2 separate regions of the Xenopus tropicalis genome follow, and region 1 is linked to region 2. A link is a contact called in public Hi-C data. All regions are on one chromosome and are shown on one strand. Each heading gives the region's core, a stretch centred on a gene start, on an enhancer-like site or on the middle of the called end of the contact. The rest is flanking DNA. Distances are from core to core; before and after follow the strand shown.

The links. A called contact is a pair of places that touch in the nucleus more often than the background predicts.
Region 1: a Hi-C map of neurula embryo shows a contact between it and region 2, with 1.8 times the contacts expected there. The contact joins the promoter of rpp38 here to the promoter of lrrd1 in region 2. A contact is called at or near these places in 2 of 5 Hi-C or Micro-C datasets (brain and neurula embryo).

Annotation. Positions count from the first base shown.
Region 1 is chr6:31,853,429-31,861,105 of UCB_Xtro_10.0, reverse strand. It overlaps rpp38 (ribonuclease P protein subunit p38), which reads left to right and starts at 3,451. Exons shown (of 2, transcript XM_002934588.5): 1 at 3,451-3,549. It overlaps gatad1 (GATA zinc finger domain containing 1), which reads right to left and starts at 3,456. Exons shown (of 7, transcript NM_001170506.1): 1 at 3,329-3,456; 2 at 1,157-1,196; 3 at 797-1,045; 4 at 493-618. The coding sequence starts at 1,045.
Region 2 is chr6:31,602,561-31,609,485 of UCB_Xtro_10.0, reverse strand. It overlaps lrrd1 (leucine-rich repeat and death domain-containing protein 1), which reads left to right and starts at 1,867. Exons shown (of 6, transcript XM_002934594.5): 1 at 1,867-2,189; 2 at 3,833-5,398; 3 at 6,617-6,815. The coding sequence starts at 2,148.

The DNA of each region.
Region 1 (7,677 bases), core at 2,202-4,701, 250 kb before region 2:
CCTTTATATAAAGCAAACATTTACCCTTACGGCTATGATACACAGTGCTACTTGCCGTGGCTAAAAACACCCTGCCATAGACAATACTGAGAATTCTCTTTGCTAAACAGACAGAGACAATTTTTAGTATTGTCTATTTTGTAGCCACAACAAGTAGCTCCATGTGACCTTACTATGCCATTTATTTACAGCTGGTTGTTTGTGAATTCATCCACCAGGGGATGACTTGCCGTAGATCAGCTTAGCTGCATCTAAATAATAACTAAGTAGACCAAATGGGGCAGTGTGCAACCTCTTCCAAACTGTATGGCACATATGGAACTGCAAGCTACATTCTCTTTGAATCTTTCTAATTATCCTTATGAAAGGATTCAGCCAGCAAAGCGCCAAAACACTTCCTGCTGTGCATCCCCCCCACTAAACGGTCCTTAGAATTATACTGGATCCACCTAGAAACAAATGGCTATAGTGATGGTGACTAATTACTCTTACATTTTTTAGTTTAAATATGTGCCTTCTGCCCTTTCCTTTAGTAGAAACCTTCTTTTCAACAGCCGGAGTAGATTTGTACTTTGTGTTCCTTAGTCGGGCTGATCTGCGGTGGATTTCCTGTTTGGACTGAAAAACAACATATCTATATTAAAATAGATACTATTACTATAATATATGCCTTTAATAACCAGTATGAACCCCCCCCCACAAAAAAAAACAAAAAAACCCAAAACCAAAAACTGCTGGCAAACTGTAGAACTGTAACAACTAATCATTACTAAGTAAATTCCAATTGCACCAGTACCTGCTTAGTGTTCCCACCATTACTCTGCTGGGACGTGGATGCACTTGCAAAGTTTGTGCCAGTATAAGAGCTGCTACCACTGGTACTTCCACCACCGCCGCTGTTGTTGTTGTTTCCACCACCGCTGCTGCTGCTGCTGCTCTTGCCACTGCAGTTATTACACAGGATCTCCCCCTGGTTTCCCTTCTTCCACATGGAAGATGTGTTGGTTTTGCACATGCTGCATGTTGGCTTTAATCCCAGCGGCATCTGAATCACAAAAGGGAATGGCATAAGCCATTACACAGCTCTCTTGGTGTGCTTAGAAAATCAAACAACATGGGAAATTGGTTATCAAACTATTAAAATGATATTACTAACCGTGATATAATTTTGCTGTGGCCTTTCATTTGCCAATTATCTGCAAGATATGAAAAACAGTTATTTACATAAAAACACAAATACACACACAAAAAAAATTGGTTAGGTGGTTCACTTTAAGTCTGCTTTCAGTATGTAACCTTTTATTTGGTGTTCATTTTTGTAGTTTTTGTTATTTGCCTTTCCTTAATTTCTATTGCTCTGTAAGGCTACAAATGTGTTCATTTTTATTATCTATCATTCTTTTCAGGCCCTCCCCTATTCATCTTCGAGTCTTTTGTTCAAACCACTGCCTGGTAAAATTGTACCCTAGCAACCAGATGGCTGATAAACTTCCAAACTAGATAGCTGCTGAAAAAAAGTGCATAAATTGTCTCAGAATATCACCAAAATATCACTCAAAAACCCCATCACATACCCCTACAGAAATGATAGCAGAAGATACTAAACAGCTCACTGGTATGTAGGGGCAGTTTTCTGGAAAACCAATGCGCCAGTAAAGCAGTACTACACAACTTCATAAGACAGCGAGGGCCCATAAGTCAATAGTGTCCTTAAGTCTTCCCATATTTCTCCCGTTCAGATGAAAGTTCCCATAATGCCGTGCTCCTGCACCGACACCCAGACCAAGTGAACATGCTCAGTTAGTAAGACTATGAGTCAGCTTCCTGCTGATTGGCTCAGATCCACATTCCTAAGGGGGGGAGTGAGTTCTTAGCATTCTTGAGGGAGGGGTGGAGAAGGAATGAGCAGAAAGCAAAGAGCTGCGTGTCTCTGGCACAGGAAAACAGACACAACGAATCTTTTGACAGAGAACTCAGTGCAGCGTTTCTGTGAGTGCTTATGGCTGTATTTACATAGACCTTTCTAATAAAGCTTACTTAGTTTTTACCTTTCCTTCTCCTTAAAAACCTCACCCACATCCAACATTTTCTTTACTTTTTCTTTGTTTCTGTCCTGCTTTTCCCTTCACCTTTTCCATATGTAAATTTGTGTTCTTCTCTAACAATTTTATTGCTATTCCAGAATTTTACTCTCTTCTTTTCTCTATCATCGGTCTCCAGCCTTAAGCTGGCCATACACGTGGCGATCTGACGATGTTTTGTGCGACCATCGGTCGCACGAAACATCGTCAGATTCGCCACACACAGTCAGGGCTGAAACAGCAGATAAGGAGGTAGAAACAATAGGATTTCTACCTCCTTCTGCCGATTCAGCCCTGATGGCAGATTTTGGTCAGGCGCCTTCTATGGCGCCCGATCAAAATTTTCTAACCTGGCCGATCGGCGAGTCGACCGATATCAGCAGCTTCCTGTGATATCGGTCGACTCGCCGACATGCCATACACGCACCGAATATCGTACGAAACGAGGTTTCGTACGCTAGTATCGGTGCGTGTATGGCCAGCTTTATTCTCAGAGAGCCTTTCTCTACTTGCTTTAATGCTCCGCCATCTTTTTTTATGTACCCTTCTCTCCGAACAACCATTGTCTCTGTTCTTTACAGAATTATTCTAAACTTGTATTCTCATTCTTATGCTGCTTTCCCAATTCTCCTTACTTTGCTTTCCCATTTACCTTCTGCTCCACCTTTCCTTATTGTCCCACCATCTCTTTGTTTACCATAAATCCTGAATTATTATTTCCACTTATCTTCACTGTATTTTCTCTGCACTTCTTTGTTAGTTTTTTAACCCCTGCATTGCCAGGATAGCCAGAGCCCAGGCCAACACACATGTAATACACAGATACAGCACAGACACATCTATTTCCCCATCCGCCCTGCTACTTCTCTTGCTGCTGTGTTTCCTTTCTTACCTATCTCTTTAAGCTAATATAATAATTGTATCCCACCTATTAGTTTCCCTTCATTTAACCCTCTCTCTCCCCTATTTCTATATTACCATTTTAATCTCCATCACGCCCATTCTTTTGTTTTCTCTTGTTTTGTACTTTATTTCATTCTGCTTTTCAGTACCTTCCTACTCTGCTATTTGTCCCCCTTCTCTGCTGCCGTCACACTTTCTTTCCCAGCATGTTTGCACTATCTGATTAGTTCTTTAGCCTTGGCATGTGTGTTATTCCCAACAGCAATGTGGTACAAAGGCAGAAGGAAGGGGCCGCACACAGACCGGCTGGGGAAACACATACAGGGAGTCAGTGTGGGACCTACCGCCCAATAGTCCGGCTCCTCAGCACATCCCGCACATCCCGCACCGCCAGATCGCTGTTTAAATATCCCGCAACACCTTAAAGTCTCCCGCACTTCCGCAAGCGGCTAATTCAGGCGTCACAAATCTCATCTTGCGAGACTGTGACGTCACGTCATTACGCAAAATGAGTGCGCCCACCCTCCGCCGGGAGTTGGACTCTCCGTTAACCCTAGTCACTAAGGTAGGCGAACCGTGGGACTGTGGGAAAGCTATCAGGAGGGGAGCCTGACACTATTATCTCTCTATATGGCGCTGATACCGCCTGGGCCTGGCTGCATCGGTGTGTCTGTGTACCCAGCATGGGGCTCTGTGGCACTTTCACTTCAGCTCCCGTTTGTCCTGCGGTTAGTCACTTTCTTTCTCCATGTGCCATACATATATAGTAGAGCCAATCAACTCTGAGTGAGTGAAAATATGTCCCCTCCAATGGGATGTGCATTTTATTGACAGAAACCTAATGGAAGCCGAGAGGAGGCCTGTCCAAGCGTTCTTGTGATCCTTTATCCAGAAACCTGTTACCCAGAAAGTTCCAAATTACGGAAAGGCCATATCCCATAGACTCCATTATAAGCAAATAATTCTATTTTTTTTAAATGATTCCCTTTTCTCTGTAATAATAAAACAGTACCTGTACTTGATCCCAACTAAGATATAATTACCCCTTATTGGGGGCAGAACAGCCCTATTGGGTTTATTTAATGGTTAAATGATTCCCTTTTCTCTGTAATAATAAAACAGTACCTGTACTTGATCCCAACTAAGATATAATTACCCCTTATTGGGGGCAGAACAGCCCTATTGGGTTTATTTAATGGTTAAATGATTCCCTTTTCTCTTTAATAGTTAAACAGTACCTGTACTTGATCCCAACTAAGATATAATTACCCCTTATTGGGGGCAGAACAGCCCTATTGGGTTTATTTAATGGTTAAATGATTTCCCTTTTCTCTGTAATAATAAAACAGTACCTGTACTTGCTCCCAACTAAGATATAATTACCCCTTATTGGGGGCAGAACAGCCCTATTGGGTTTATTTAATGGTTAAATGATTTCCCTTTTCTCTGTAATAATAAAACAGTACCTGTACTTGATCCCAACTAAGATATAATTACCCCTTATTGGGGACAGAACAGTCCTATTGGGTTTATTTAATGGTTAAATGATTCCCTTTTCTCTGTAATAGTTAAACAGTACCTGTACTTAATCCCAACTAGGATATAGTTAATCCTTATTGGATGAAGCCAGAGATTCCTGGCAATATTCAGCCAACTGAACCTGAACCAAATGTTTCCTGTCTTTTCACTGCGCAGGAAGCCGGGGGTCACAGAGTTGTTGGCTGCCTGTCTCATCTGAGTTCTGATTTTGTTTAGTATTGGACTGGGTTCTTGATATAAAACAATCTTTCTCTATTCTTTGTGTGGACACTGTTTTATATACAGTTCTGTTTGAAACCACTTGAATATAGAACCCTTTATCCAGAATGCTCGGGATCAAGGGTATTCCGGATAAGGGGTCTTTCCGTAATTTGGATCTCCATACCTTAAGGCTACTAAAAAATCAATAAAACATTAATTAAACCCAATAAGACTGTTTTGCATCCAATAAGGATTATTTACATCTTAGTTGGGATCAATTCCAAGGTACAGTTATATTACTACAGAGAAAAAGGAAATCAGTTTTAAAATTCTGTATTATTTGGAGAGCTTTCTGGATAGTGGGTTTCCGGATAAGAGATCCCATACCTGTATATAGGATAAACTATGCTACAGCACATGCAGGGTTCTGCTTGCCGTTAAAGGATCAATACACTAATTTTCTCCCCAGATCTTGCTTCAGGGACTGAAACATTGTGCCCGCTTCTACACAAAAAAATATAATGATTCCTGTATCGGTGGCCTTACTTCTATGTACTATTGTCACACGTGCATGTCAAGGTTCATTCCGCAACGCAGAACTACATATGTGATTGTGCTTGTGAAGGAATTTTGTGTATTTATGGATTTTGTCCTCTAAATTGTGTCAAGTGCATAACAAGCGATTTGCCATTAGAATTACTATAGCATACAGAAATTCTTGGAATGTTATCAGGTTTGGAGCATTATTCCAGACTTTCCTTATATATTTTAGGGGGGTCAGAGTATTTTTTTGTGTGTCTTACACCACAAAAAATGCACTAAATGTGTTGCATATTCAGTAGCTGAAGAGATCTCCTGTGCAATTTGTATGCACTAACTTCCTTTTGGGGTCTCTAAATGCCAGGTACTTTGGTAATCCTATGCACAATGGGCATCAAACTGTTCAGTGGCCCCTTGGCTTTCATATTTAGGGTATTGTTTATTGGTACCTAATGCCATGTGAGAGATATGATGCTTGAAAGTGGAAGATGAGGCGATTTCTTAGAATTTTCATAATTTTCTATAGAAACTGCAAATTTCAGAAAAGCATTGCTTGTATGGGTATGGCACCTGTTATCCAGAATGCTCGGGACCTGGGGTTTTCCGGATAAGGGTACTTTCCGTAATTCGGATCTCTTACCTTAAGTCTACTGAAAAAATTATTTAAACAGTAATTAAACCCAATAGGACTGTTTTGGCTCCAATAAGGATTAATTACATCTTAGTTGGGACCAAGTACAAGGTACTGTTTTATTATAATAAATGTGAATTATTTGATTAAAATGGAGTCTATGGGAGATGACCTTTCCGTAATTCGGAACTTTCTGGATAATGGGTTTCCGGATAAGGGGTCCAATACCTGTACAGCATTGTATTTAGAGCTCTAAATAATAATTGGCTATTTGGTAGCCCCTATGTGGATTGGCAGCCTATAGAAGGCTCTGTTTGGCTTTACACTGGGTTTTATGCAACCAAAACTTGCCTCCAAGCCAGAAATTTAAAAATGGCAACCTACTTTGAGGCCCCTGGGAAACAACATGTAGCTCACCAACCACTGGTTGGGGATCACTGCCCTACTTATACAGGTGTTGGTGCAAACGGAAGCCTTAAAGCCTGCATGTTTCATTTGCAGTTAGAATAAGCCAACCGTTGGTCTGTTACAGACAACAGAGTAAAAAAAATCTCCCAGAATTCAGTGGGTCGGGTAGCCTAGTGGTAAGGGCATCGGACTTGAAGCGGCCTGCGGACCCGCTAAGGCATAGGTTCGATTCCCGGCCCCGACCCAGATTTTTCACTGGCGACATTCACATTTCCCCACCAATCCTCTTTTTGCAATTTTAAAGGGCAGCTAATAATTTATGATACCAAGCTATCAGATCAGATTTATTGTTTTTTTTTTGGGAATAGCGCCCCTTTTCAGGACATCAAGTCCTGGGATTAATGTAGGAGCCCGTTGGTTACGTGAGAAAATTCATATGCGCTGTTTTCATTTGGTTGCCTCTATATGCCACATAGTTTGGTAAATCTATGCATATTGGGCATCAAACTGTTCAGTAGGCCCGTGGCGTTCATATTTAGAATGTTTTATGTTGGTACATTATGAAATGTAGGATATAGAATAGGGTAAAATGCCAGGTTTGAGACAATTTTCTGAAATGACATAAAAATGACACCATTTAGCTTAGCTTTGCTGTTTGCTGCTTTGCCATACCAAGACATATTTACCCATTTTACTTTGGTAGAATGTGTATTTTCTGAAAATATGAGGTTTTCTGGGGTCATCTTAAATAGACCGCCTGATTTATATGCCATGAAATATGTATGCACTAACTTCTTTTTGGGGTCTCTAAATGCCAGATACTTTGATGCCCATTGTGCATAGGATTACCAAACTGTTCAGTGGCCCCTTAGCTTTCATATTTAGGGTCTTTTATCTTGGTACCTCATGTCATGTGGGAGATATGATGCTTGAAAGTGGAAGCTTTGAGGCGATTTCTTAGAATTTTCATAATTTTTTTATAGAAACTGCAAATTTCAGAAAAGCATTGCTTGTACAGATATGGGACCTGTTATCCAGAATGCTCAGGACCTGGGGTTTTCCGGATAAGGGGACTTTGAGGCCCCTGGGAGCAACATGTAGCTCACCAACCACTGGTTGGGGCTCACTGCCCTACTTATACAGGTGTTGGTGCAAACGGAAGCCTTATAGCCTGCATGTTTCATTTGCAGTTAGAATACGCCAACCGTTGGTCTGTTACAGACAACAGAGTAAAAAAAATCTCCCAGAATTCAGTGGGTCGGGTAGCCTAGTGGTAAGGGCATCGGACTTGAAGCGGCCTGCGGACCCGCTAAGACATAGGTTCGATTCCCGGCCCCGACCCAGATTTTTCACTGGCTACATTCACATTTCCCC
Region 2 (6,925 bases), core at 618-3,117:
GCCTACAGGTCCAGACTGACAATCTATGGATTCTGGCAAATGCCAGAGGGGCTGCTGTAAGATGCCATAGACAGTCACTATTTAGTGGGCTTTGTGGGGGGGGGAGGGCGGCTGTTTGGGCCTCTGTGTACTAGAAGTGCCAGGGCCTATTTTAAACCTGGACCTGTGGGACCTTTGGAGCCAGTACACTAACAGGCTGCAGATATGAACTGCCTAAGGGCTCAGGAAAATGTAAATCGCCGGTGGGATGGCATACACGGTGGCGCGATTTCAGTAAAATTGCAGAAGTTTCCGCTCAAGGCAACTTCCGTGATTTCACTGAAATCGCGCCACTGCGTATGCCATCCCACCGGCGATTTACATTTTCGCCGGTGGGATGACTATCCGGGGAGATTAGTCGCCCGCGAACAGAGAGATTTGTCACTGGCGACTAATCTCCCTGTGTGCCAGAGCCCTTATATAGAGAGGTGTGTTTTACAATTTGGTCAATTACCATGAACAACATATCATCCATGCTGACATTTCAAAGAAGTCATAAATGGCATGATCATGTAAAGTCACAGAAAACATTGTAAATCACATTATTTTTATACATTTTTAAGCAAGCTGAGACTGACACTGGTAGCTCTGTTTATATTAACTTAATAGTTCCAGTGGAAAACACAGTAATAATTTCTCTCTGAATAACCCCTATGTACTGGGGGTTTTTAATCTTGCCATGCTTATTGTTGCCATTAAAAGTGTGCTTCACCTTTATCTTTACTTTAAGTATGTTATAGAATGGCCTATTTTTAGCAGCTTTTCAACTGGTCTTCATTTTATATTGAAGGCAAAAAATATTCCTCTGTAAGGCTACACATTTATGGTTATTGTTACTTTGTATTACTTTCTGTTCTTTCTGTTTATGCCCTCCTGTTCATATACCAGTCTCTCTTTGAAACCACTGCTTGGTTGCTAGGTTAAATTGAACCATAGCAACCAGATAGTCATTAAAATTCCAAACTGGAGAGCTGCTGAACAAAAAGCAATATAATTCAAAAACCGCAAATAAAAAATGCAGGTTTCTACATTGTACTAAAAGTTGATTTTTTGAAATAAATGTTTGATAAGCTTTACAAAACTTGCAATAACGTATACCTTGCTTGCTTGTTAGTGTTCTGTGCTGCACCCAAAATAATCATCAAAAACCAAGTAGAAGGAAGGAAGGACTCTGGCAAGACCTTCCTTTTTACTTGGTTCCCATAAAAGTAAATCTAAACACAAGGTATGGCGTGGATCAGAAGGGAACCTGGAACCGTATTATCTATGGCTTTGCCACAATGGTATTTTTATGATGTTCTTCAGCACGCATGTCCCTATAACTTGTATTTTGGATTTAATATAGGATTGGATATAGGATAGGATAATATAGAAAAGATTAAATTTTTTTTAAATTCATCAGTTGGCCCTCTGTTTTCATGGGCCCCTGACTGGTAAACACTTGCACACCTGAGCATTGGGAGATGGCGTGGCCTGGATTCTCGTGCCTGGACTTGCAGAACAAATACACTGTTATATCCCAGTGGCCACTAATCTGTAAGTAATCCCAAGCAGTCAGTAAGAGAAATGGAACCTACTCAGCTTCTGGGAGCAAAAAGAAATCGTCTTTCATTAACACTCATGCAGAAGAAAAGTGAGTTCCGTTTCCATGGCATGAGAAAACAGCTTCAGTTTCTTTATTGGGCTCAGTTGCTAGGCACCGGTTCTGAACAGTGTGGTTTTACTGGCATGCCAGAGAGGGACACTGAGAGATTACCCAGCAGCATCAGTGTTTGGGTTGGTAGCCATACACTAAACAGACACTCCTTGCAGATTGCATGGACTTGCTGTTCTTGTTCCTCCCAGCAATGAATAGGGCTGTGTGCTCTCTGTGAGTAACAATGTGAGTCAGGGCCCTCCTCCTTATCACACACTGCTGCTCAGATACTGCACAGGTCCCTGCTCCTCACCTGTGTGTTGTACATGGTCGCCATAGTGATACACCTTCTGCTTGTGCCTCGCACTACTGCTCAGAGCCACTCATCTGCAATGGGCAACGTTCTGGTCACCTGCTGGGAATGTCACCTTCTTCAGTGAGATTCTAATCCATTATTATTCTCTGGAATTGAATGTCTGTGGATTCTTTATTCTACTTGACCTCAGCCCGCCAGGTAAGCAGCGCTTAGATGGACCACACTTCCACTATAGTTTCTAATGCTGCGTTAAGGCTTTGTGCCCCTGCAGTTTTATATGGTGCCATGTGTGTATAATGAGTGGTTTCTGGTGTGTGCCCAAATTGCTATGCCCACCAACTAGATTTATGGGCTTTTGGTTGAACCACATCAATGTGACAAGTGTGTCTGCCTTCAGCCACTTCCCATTGGTCTGAATGAACTGTGGTCATCTGAAGTATCTATTTTTTAGGGGGAAGTGGGGGGTCAGGAGTGTTATGGAATGCAAAGCCTTATGGGTCATACTGCCAGAGGCAGATCCAAAAACCTGTTGGCATAAACATGTAGGTAATTATGGGAAACTGTTGGTGCCTTCTTGGCAAATCAGAATATGTGCACAACCAGTAATTCAGAGCTGACAGTTTATTGATTGAGGTACTGGCACAATAGCCCCTTCATTGGCAGAAAAACATTTTGTAGCTGGCAAATTAAGGAATAAGGTCTTTCATTAGCTAATAAGAAAGAGGTACCTTAAGGAGCACAGCAAGCCATACATGCCCAGAACTGGTTGTATTTGATTTGATTTCAAACCTGCCCATTTTACTGGGTATGCATGCCAAACCATGGATCTATCCATTTGCATGGGGGGGGGGGGGTGGAAATCTCCATGTTTTACCCACAATGCTGCCCCCCCCCCCCAGAAATCTAGTGTAATTTATGGTTTGCAACTTGTTTTAGTTTTTGGCAGTATACGATTTTAGAGTGGGGATGGCAACACTTATCCATGTGCATGACATTAGCATTAGCTTCCAGTACACTAGGTGCAAGGCAAATGCATCCGTGTAGATCAGTGGTTCTGGCTGAAGAGCACGCAGGTGCCCTTGAATTACATTCAATCTATGTAACAGTTTAAGGTGTTATTTCTCTCAAAATCTTTAAAGGGGAACTCCACCCAAAGACAAGCTTTTGAAAATTAAACATAATTTCAAGCAACTTTGCAATATACATCAATTAAATGTGCAGCCTTTTGATGATTTTGAATGTAATAATATGGTTTGGAACAGTTACCTAAGCCCGGCCCCCTGTTCCCCTGCTGATCTGGCTGGCTACTTTAAAACTCAAAAAAAAAAAATGTAACAGCAGTCGACTGTCCTCAGTCTGCCTTCAGCCTGCATCTTCCCAATCCCACAATCCCCAGCACATATGATGTCAATAAGGAAAGGAACATCACAGTGCAATGCATTGTGGGTTATGTAGTTCCTGCATGCTGCCTGTAAGCTGTGGAGAAGTTGTTACAATTTGTAACATCAATGTTTTAGTCCCTCCTCCCCTGCCAGGATTTCAAATGATGCAGAAAGAGAAGAACTGTTTTGCAGCTGGATTTCAGCATATAAACATGGTATTTATTCATACCTTTTGAGAGAACATGTTACAGTGAGAGGTATATTAGGAGTTTGGAAGCCAGAGGTTTGTTATCCATCCACTACAATGTGATTATTTTTTATTAAAATGAAGTTTACTTACAGATTGTAGACAATGACTTCCCAATCAATCTGGTTAGTGCTCACCGTGCAGCAGTTTCTTTGACATACCTGTGTGTAAATGATTAGCCATCCTATTAATGTTACATGTTTATTTGGCAGGTTGAGGACAATTTAAAGAATTTAGTTCCGTCAGACAGTAATAATATGCCAAGAACAGTGCCATCGGGAACTGGCAGTATTACATCCATCAACCTAAACTCTAAAGAGCTGACAGAAATCCCCCCTGATGTATTCAGATGTACTAATCTGCAGTGTCTGCTTCTCAGCAACAACTTCATGACGCATCTGCCAACAAGTCTATGTCATCTTTCTAAACTGGAAATTTTGTCGCTTGAAGGGAATGCCCTGGTTTCCTTACCCCCTGAAATCTGCAGCCTTTCCCAGCTGACAGCTTTGAATGTCAATCATAACCAAATAGCAGTTTTGCCCCATGAGATATCAGGTTTAAAGAACATTAAGCAACTCTTCGCTAACAACAATAAGCTGAGCCAACTGCCTCCATGCTTGGGAGACCTCACAACCCTACAGGTTTTGTGTATAAGTGGGAACTCAATGAAAACTCTTCCAGACTCAACAGCCTCTCTTAAGAATTTGCATGTGCTAAACTTGGACGGCAATCAGATTTCTGCACTGCCAAAAGCTGTTTTCAGGCTTTCACAGCTTGTTAAGCTTTGCCTTTCTGGAAACCAGATCAAAAGTCTACCGAAAGAAATTGGGGATCTCAAGAACCTGAGAGAGCTTTCTCTGAGCAGCAACCAGCTCACCTTCCTACCAGTCCAGCTCTACAATCTGACCAGCCTGGAGGAGCTCACCCTAGATGACAACAAGCTGACTGCTATATCAGATAAGCTCCAAAACCTTAAACAGCTGAAGGTGCTCTCCATTGCCAATAACCTACTTACAGATATCACAGAAAAGGTGTGCTGGTGTCCTGCTATCGAGTGCCTAAAACTGAATGGCAACCAAATGTACAGACTTCCTACAAAGATTCATAATCTTAGGAATTTAAAAGAGTTGCATATTGAAAGAAATGCACTGGAAATGCTACCAGACCAGCTGGCACATCTAAACAACCTCTCTGTCATTGTATGTGCCAACAATAATCTGCTATGGATTCCAATTGAACTGAAGAACTGCAACCAGATAACCAAGCTAGACCTTAGTGGCAATAAACTGTCAGAAGTGCCTCAAGCTTTGTCCTCCATGACTTCTCTTTTGTATTTAAATCTGAACCAAAATGAAATTCACGAAATTGCAAATAGTATCATTCACAATAGAAAACTAGAACATTTGGAATTAAGTGGAAATAAACTAACTGTGTTCTCAGTGCACTTTTGTGGCCTTCACAACCTGGCCTACTTAGATCTCAGTAGGAATGAAATAAACTCAGTTCCTTCAGCCATATCCAACCTGGAATCCCTCAGTGAACTCCTCCTGCATTCCAATAAGTTTAGACGGTTTCCCATTGAACTGTGTGCCTTAAAGTCCCTGCAGAAAATTGACCTGTCAGGAAACCAGATAGAGACTGTACCATCAGGAATCAGTTTATTAGAAGGGCTTCGATATGTGAATCTTTCCAACAATAGTTTTAAGGTATTTCCCAGGGAACTATTTAGTGTTTCGTCGCTGGAAACTCTGAAGATTAGCCAGAAAGATGGCAGAAAGGTAAAATTGTCTTATAGGCATTGTTGCTTTTTTTTGTTCAGGTAATTTTTATTGTAATCAAATCACATACACTGGTACAGACATAATACCATTAGCAGTACTCAAGAAGATATTACATATATTTCCAGCTTTATAGTCAAATACATGTCACGTCATATACCTCACAGCATACCCAAAGTTGTAGAGATATGTAACTGGCGACCTGGGGGTTGGAGAACCTTAAGGTAGATGGCTCTGTACAGATGAATAGCAGGGGACCTAATGGAGTAGAAGTGGCTTTGTATATGGATATGGGGGGGGGGGTGCTATGTAACGTGGGCTACCCAACTACCCCAAATATTAGTAAAGGTGCCAAGTTTCCCCTTCCTGCTCAGCGAGTGCCTTTATTGTAGGCAGACCATGTTTACGGCCTTGAGCCATAGGTCATTGGTAGGCGCTATTTGCACTTTCCAGTTAAGGGTAATAAGTCTTCGGCTTGAAAGAGTACCTTGGCTAGAAATACCTTTTTGTCAGCATTTAGCTCTAGACCAGAGGTGATACCTAGCAGGCATAGTTTAGGAGCAGGGATGACGTTAGTATCAGTTACTGCTCATATTTTATTCAGGATTTTGACCCAGTCATTTTTCAGCAGGGGGCAAGACCAGAGCACATGCAGTAAGGTGCCAGTTTCTTCCTGGCATCTGAGGCATTGGGGGGATGTTTCTGGATATATTGGGCATTGTTGCTAGTTAATATTTCTTTAAAAGTGATATCTATTGCAACTAGATATATTGGAGTTGGCCAACCAGCATAACTTCAACTTAAGAGCATTTCATATTACGTTTTCTCTTGATATTTGTTCCTAACATTTATTCATCTATGACAATACAACTAATGATTTAGATTGAACCAATCCTTCATGCTTTTCACTTCATCCAACAAAATACTAAACATACTTTTCCCGGGGAAGTAATATTATTTCTGGGGCACACTTTTGAAAACAAGCTTGGCATGCATCAAGTATAGTTGCAAGGTGCTAGAAGCCAGCTGCCAATAATAGGATGGGTTTTAGGTTGATCACAGGGAGAGTGCTTGGCCTTACATTATAAGCCATTTATTGATCTACTTATCAGATATGCCTATATTTGTCATTATTAGAAGTACTTCACGTCTTCAACTTGAAGCTGGCTTAAGTGTCTCTCCCTTTACCTTTAATAATAACATGTACTTCTGTTTTAGTTAATAAGCCTTCCAGATGAGCTGTCTAAATTGAAGAACCTCAAGGAACTTGAAATTTCAGACAATAATATAAAAACCCTCCCGGGCAGCATTGGAGAAATGAAGAACTTGGTTCAGCTCACTGCAACCAGCAACCAACTGTACCATCTTCCTGCATCAATATCATCCTTGGCTGCTCTTCAGCAGCTCAGCCTGAAAGGTAAGAAGCCCCAGTGCCCATCATGATGGTGGGAACACAGCACTGTCCCTATAGACATGATAGAAGGTGAATGTTGACTGTTCAAAACCTTACCAGATCCATTTGACAAA